Regions from separate parts of the Mus musculus genome. Here region 2 is linked to region 1. A link is a contact called in public promoter capture Hi-C data. All regions are on one chromosome and are shown on one strand. Each heading gives the region's core, a stretch centred on a gene start, on an enhancer-like site or on the middle of the called end of the contact. The rest is flanking DNA. Distances are from core to core; before and after follow the strand shown.

Region 1 (2,606 bases), core at 65-2,564:
GTTTTTTGTTTTTTTTTCAAAACAGGGTTTCTCTGTGTAGCCCTGGCTGTCCTGGAACTCCCTCTGTAGATCAGGCTGGCCTTGAACTCAGAGATTCACTTGCCTCTGCCTCCAGAGTGCTGGGATTAAAGGCGTGCAACACCACTGTCCGGTGGGGTTTCGGTTAGGGTTAGGTAACTTGTCCTGTTGACCAGGCTAAACTCAAACTCAGAGATCCTCCAGTCTCTGCCTACCCAGTGCTGGGAAACCTAGGGATTTTTAGGCTGGTGGAGTAGGCTAAAGTTCTGAGAGCGCATAGGAAGACACTTACAGTCTGGACAGCAGCCATTAAACGCCATCCTGCAGATGCCGCAGTTCTCATCATTGGCTACCCAGAGCCAAGTGGCCACACCATTCCAACATTTAATTTTCACCTTCATGACAACAGAGCCTGTGACCTGAGGGAAGAGGATGACCTGGAGTTAGTACGGAATACGAAAGCACCTAAGCTCAAAGTCATGGAGCTGCGGCAAGTGCTGCACTCGTCAAGAACGGCATCTTCCAAAATTCCGTGCGTCCCGACCAAAAAGAAAGAAAAAGGCACGTGTTTGTCTTTAAAGACGGCAAGGAGAGCCTGTGGGATTAATGGCACGAGTTTATTTTGCCACCTTTAAGGATGCCTTTAAAGATCTGCACTCATGTAGTCTGGCACGGTGGCACACGCCTCTAATCCCGGGGCAGAAGCAGATCAGCCAAACAGGAAACGAAAACAAACAAAAAAACAAAAACAAAACCTCCGCATCCACGCAAAACATTGGTTTTCACTAACCAGGGCCTCGCTTTTAAAGATATGGAAAGAGTGACTGTCACTAATCCGCGAAGTTAAAGCAGGGGTGAGGACGCCAGCTCGTCAGGAGACCGAGCCTTCGAGCAAAAACAACCAAGTCGGACCCACGGACCGGCCGGGACCCCCACGATCGCACGGTGAGGAGGGACGCGGGACGCGCACACTGCGCTGCACCCAGGCGACGCCCGAGGATCTTCCGGCCTCCCAGGGAGGCGCCCGCAGGCCCCGCCCCCTGCTCGCCCTCGCACCTCCGCGGCCTAATCACGAGGCGCCCCGCCCTTCCGTTGCCTCCGCGCGGGAATGTATAAAAACGACCGCGCCGCGTCGGGCTCCTCCGAAGTAGCGCCAGCCACCGCGGCGAGCCGTACGCAGGCGCTCTGCGGAATCGCGCGCGCCCAGACCAATCGCCGCTCGCTTCGGGCCCGCGACGCCGGAAGGCAGGGGGAGGCGCCGGAAGTGACGCCGCGGCGTGCTGACGCGCGGGCTCGATCCGAGGCCCGAATCCGCGCCCGCCATGGCCGACAAAATGGACATGTCTTTGGACGACATCATTAAGCTGAACCGGAGCCAGCGAGGAGGCCGCGGCGGGGGCCGGGGTCGCGGCAGGGCCGGCTCCCAGGGCGGCCGCGGCGGCGCAGTGCAGGCCGCCGCGCGGGTGAATCGAGGCGGCGGGCCTATGAGGAACCGGCCCGCCATCGCCCGCGGCGCCGCAGGCGGCGGCAGGAACCGGCCGGCGCCGTACAGCAGAGTGAGTGCGGGGACCTGCGGCGCGGGCCGGGGAGGGTGCGCCCGGGCCGGCCGGGACCGGGTGAGCGTCCCGCGCGGGACCGCGGCCGAGGGGTGGGCGGGGGCGAGGCCGTCCCGAGGCCAGGATCTTCCGGGACGCTTTGTCCGGTCGTGGTCCAGCCTCGTGGCGGCGGGGGCCGCTGCGAGAGAACTTGGGTGTCCGTAGCGGAGCGGCGGGGCTGGGGGACTCTCGGGGCTCCTCGACCTTGGCCGCGGGGCCGACGGGAGAGCGTCGCCGAGGTGTCGCGGGCTCCCGGGACGAGTCTCACGAGTGTCTCTGTGCTTACGGTTTCTCTCCAGCCGAAACAACTTCCCGACAAATGGCAGCACGACCTCTTCGACAGCGGCTTCGGGGGTGGAGCCGGCGTGGAGACCGGCGGGAAGCTGCTGGTGTCCAACCTGGACTTCGGAGTGTCAGATGCTGATATTCAGGTAGGAGACGGGAGCTCTCCGCTTTCCTCGTCCCACGCGGACGTGGGCTCCAGGATCCTTTACAGATTGGAACCTGCCCTCCCCTAGGCTGCCCAGAGCCAGCCACTGTCACCCTGAGAGCCTTGGCCTCAGAAAAAGTAGGGTTTGAGCACGACCCCATAAGCCAGGCTGCAGGAAGATGTCACACACTGTGTGTGTATGTGTGTGTGTGCGCGCGCCCCCCTAAAAATGAGTCCTGTCTGCTGTCCAAACTGTGAGCGCCTGCCCTGTGCCAGAGCTTACAGTTTCTAACCTGCACAGACTGGCCACAACTCCGGTCCCAGCATGACCGAAAGGTGCTTGCTTCTCAGATTTATGCTCGATATGGTGAACTGATAGGAGAAGGAAGTCCAGCATCTCCCAGATGCTGAGAAAGGTGGCTGAGAGTATCTTCCAGCCTGCGTCTCTGTGCTGGATCTTAACTGGCGATCTTTCCTGGGTCTTACCTGGGTCATGGTTCTCCATGCCTTCGAAATATTTTTTTTCTCTTCCCCTCCCTTCTTGGATTTTGTGTCTTTTTAAA
Region 2 (2,606 bases), core at 51-2,550, 310 kb before region 1:
AAGTCACCAAGGGAGCTTCAAGAGAGTCTCTAGCTGGGAAAGGCGGCTGAGTGATTAGTTTGTGCAGACTCAGTGGAGCACACTCAGGTGTCCCTAGCCCTATCTCTGGAAGCACCAAGCCTTACATGCTACTGTGCCAGCTCTGCCGCAGGAGGCTAGGGAAAGGTCTGCCCCTGGTGGGTTGGAATAGCCAGCCTGAGGCAGCCTTCTGCAGCCCGGGGCAGTCTGCCTATAGCAGCCTGATCTGGCCTGGAACAGTCTTGGCCTTCTGGGTAGTTGTGAGCAGAGAGTTGTGTTAACACAGAATCTTAAAGACCAACAACTCTTTTGCTCAATTGCTCTTTTCTGTTGTTGGGCCAGAATCTCACATGTTGGTCACCCTTGTAAATAGAACCAATTCAATGAAATAATGATTTTTCTCTTATAAGTTGAGGCAAGTTTATAACTAGTAACTGACTGGTCAGTTATCACGTACTGTGAACCAGAGAAAATCCTTTTTCTTATTGGATAGTCACAGGCTCACAAGACATTGGAGGAAATTTACCCACTCATTTCAGAAATGTTTCTGAATGCATGCTGCATGCTGGTAGCTCTTCAGGCTTGGGATTGCGCACGGATCCCTGTCATTCCTGTCATACCTGTCATGCCTGTCAGTCATACCTGCCATGCTTGCCCTTATAGAGGGAAGAACACCTTGAGACAGTTAACTGCCTATAGATGTGATGAGACGGGAGGGTCAGGAGTCAAGTACAGTGAGTGGGCAAGAGGAGCCACAGACGTTGGTGAGGGTGCAGAAGAGAGTTCAGGAGGAGGAAGACAAGAACCTGCCCATGTGCTCGGAGATACCTAGAAGATAGAGTTCAAGTTCAGAGGACGAATGTCCAAAGTGGAGCTCGGCCTTCAGAGCCTTTAAAGACTTTGGCACCATGGGAAACTGTTGAGTGTTTGTGTAGAGCAGTGACATACATGATTGCGGACTTACTGGGCCAGGCATGGGAGAAGTAGCCAGCAGGCTGATGGGGTAGTAGGCCCCTGCAGATATGAGCATGCCCAGAAGGGGAGCCAGTGGGGACATCTGACCCTGAGCTCTGATGGGCCTGATGGAAGAGGCAGGTGCCACAGAGGATGACTGCCAGTTGTTGAGACAAAGAATGTGTGCAAGGAGACAGAGTGACAGACTGTTGTGTGAGGTCCCATGGTTTATCCAGAGACACGGTCCCCAGAACATTGACAAGAGCACAGTGGAGACAGGTCATGGCTGCCTGTCACACTGTCCAGCAAGACCAGAAGGTGGCAGCACAGGCTTGACTTAGCATGGAACTCTGCTCTCTGGTGGCCACAACCTGCAGAACTTCCTCTGTGGATTTTGTTCAGAAAAAACTGTTTCAAATTCTGTGGATTTGTTGCTGTTTGGTTAGTTGGTTGCTTTGGTTTTGTCCTTTGAGACAGATTCCTAACATGTAGCCAAGGCTGCCCAGAACTTGAGGGGATCTTCTCTATCTTTGCCTCCCAGGTTCTCTGTTTACAGGTAGGTTCTACTAACTCACCATCCTTCTCTCCTCTCCCCTCCCCTCCTCTCCTCTCCCCTCCCTTCCCCTCTCCCCTCCCTTCTCCTCTCTTCTCCTTTCCTTTCCTTTTTCCCTCCCTCCCTCCCTCCCTCCCTCCCTCCCTCCCTTCCTTCCTTTCTTTCTTCTTTCCTTCCTTTTGTCTTTCATTTGTCCCTATGCTTGGAATAGAACCCAAGGCACCACACATAACAGGCAAGCATTCAGCCATGATTTTATAATTATAGTAATGATTTTAATATTCTAATTCCAATAAGGGTCACTCACGTGACTATATATTTCACATTTACCTTTCAAGGGATTGAAAAAGTGAAATATAACTTCTAGTTGTGCTTTCTGCAGTTTCCTGAGCCAGAAAGTGAGACCTGTTGCTGCAGAACTCACACAGTGCACCTGTCTACCAGGGCTGGATGGTGCTTCATGGGGTAAGGGTGGGGACAACTCCCTCAGAGCTGCATCTGTCCTCCCTCAGTCTGTCCTTCAGGGCTGGAGTCTGGTGGAGGGCAGGGCAGGGCAGGGCCCAGGACTAGGGCTGGCATATGTGCCTGAGCACTCAGTCCTTCCAGGGGCTCTGGCTCTGTGCTGATCAAAAATGAGATTAAGTACCTGGCCCCAGAAATATAGAAATTAGGTTTTTTGGCTTGCTAGTAACTGGAGGATCCAAACTCTCGTATCAACCGAGGACCCCGTGGCAGACCTCATCATGTCAGAAATGAGAAGGAAGTTTGCAGAAGGGAATATATGCTAGCCTGACAGCAATGGCTGCAACCTGGGTGCTCACCGAACTGCAAGAGTTACAGTCATCCCTCAGAGAGAGGCTTCTTAAAATGGTTTCATCTATGACCCCATTTTACCTGAGAATTTTTGTTGTTCTGTCGTTGGTTGGTTGGTTGGTTTTGTTTGTTTTTCGAGACAGGGTTTCTCTGTGTAGCCTTGGCTGTCCTAGAACTCACTCTGTAGACCAGGCTGGCCTCAAACTCAGAAATCCGCTTGCCTCTGCCTCCTGAGTGCTGGGATTAAAAGCGTGTATAGATGTACAGA

Evidence for each region. Promoter capture Hi-C pulls out the DNA fragments that hold promoters and counts their contacts.
Region 2: a contact with region 1 is called in a promoter capture Hi-C map of neural stem cells. The contact joins the enhancer-like site here to the promoter of Alyref in region 1. A contact is called at or near these places in 8 of 39 promoter capture datasets (the 3T3-L1 cell line, 3T3-L1-derived adipocytes, cranial neural crest and 4 more) and 3 of 115 datasets of contacts at active chromatin or transcription factors (effector CD8 T cells, embryonic stem cells and pancreatic cancer cells).

Annotation. Positions count from the first base shown.
Region 1 is chr11:120,597,073-120,599,678 of GRCm38.p6, reverse strand. Alyref (Aly/REF export factor) reads left to right here and starts at 1,314. Exons shown (of 6, transcript NM_011568.1): 1 at 1,314-1,574; 2 at 1,913-2,044. The coding sequence starts at 1,341. It overlaps Anapc11 (anaphase promoting complex subunit 11), which reads right to left and starts at 1,147. Exons shown (of 3, transcript NM_001038230.2): 1 at 809-1,147; 2 at 311-437. The coding sequence starts at 419.
Region 2 is chr11:120,904,250-120,906,855 of GRCm38.p6, reverse strand. The region is part of intron 3 of Ccdc57 (coiled-coil domain containing 57); the gene reads left to right. Among named protein-coding and RNA genes, the nearest start is that of A430102A20Rik, 27 kb to the left of the region's middle. Within about 2 kb of position 1,300, at least 91 of the 459 cell types and tissues checked have an H3K27ac peak or open chromatin away from gene starts, as enhancers often do. A contact at or near this core is called in neural stem cells, where this site is marked.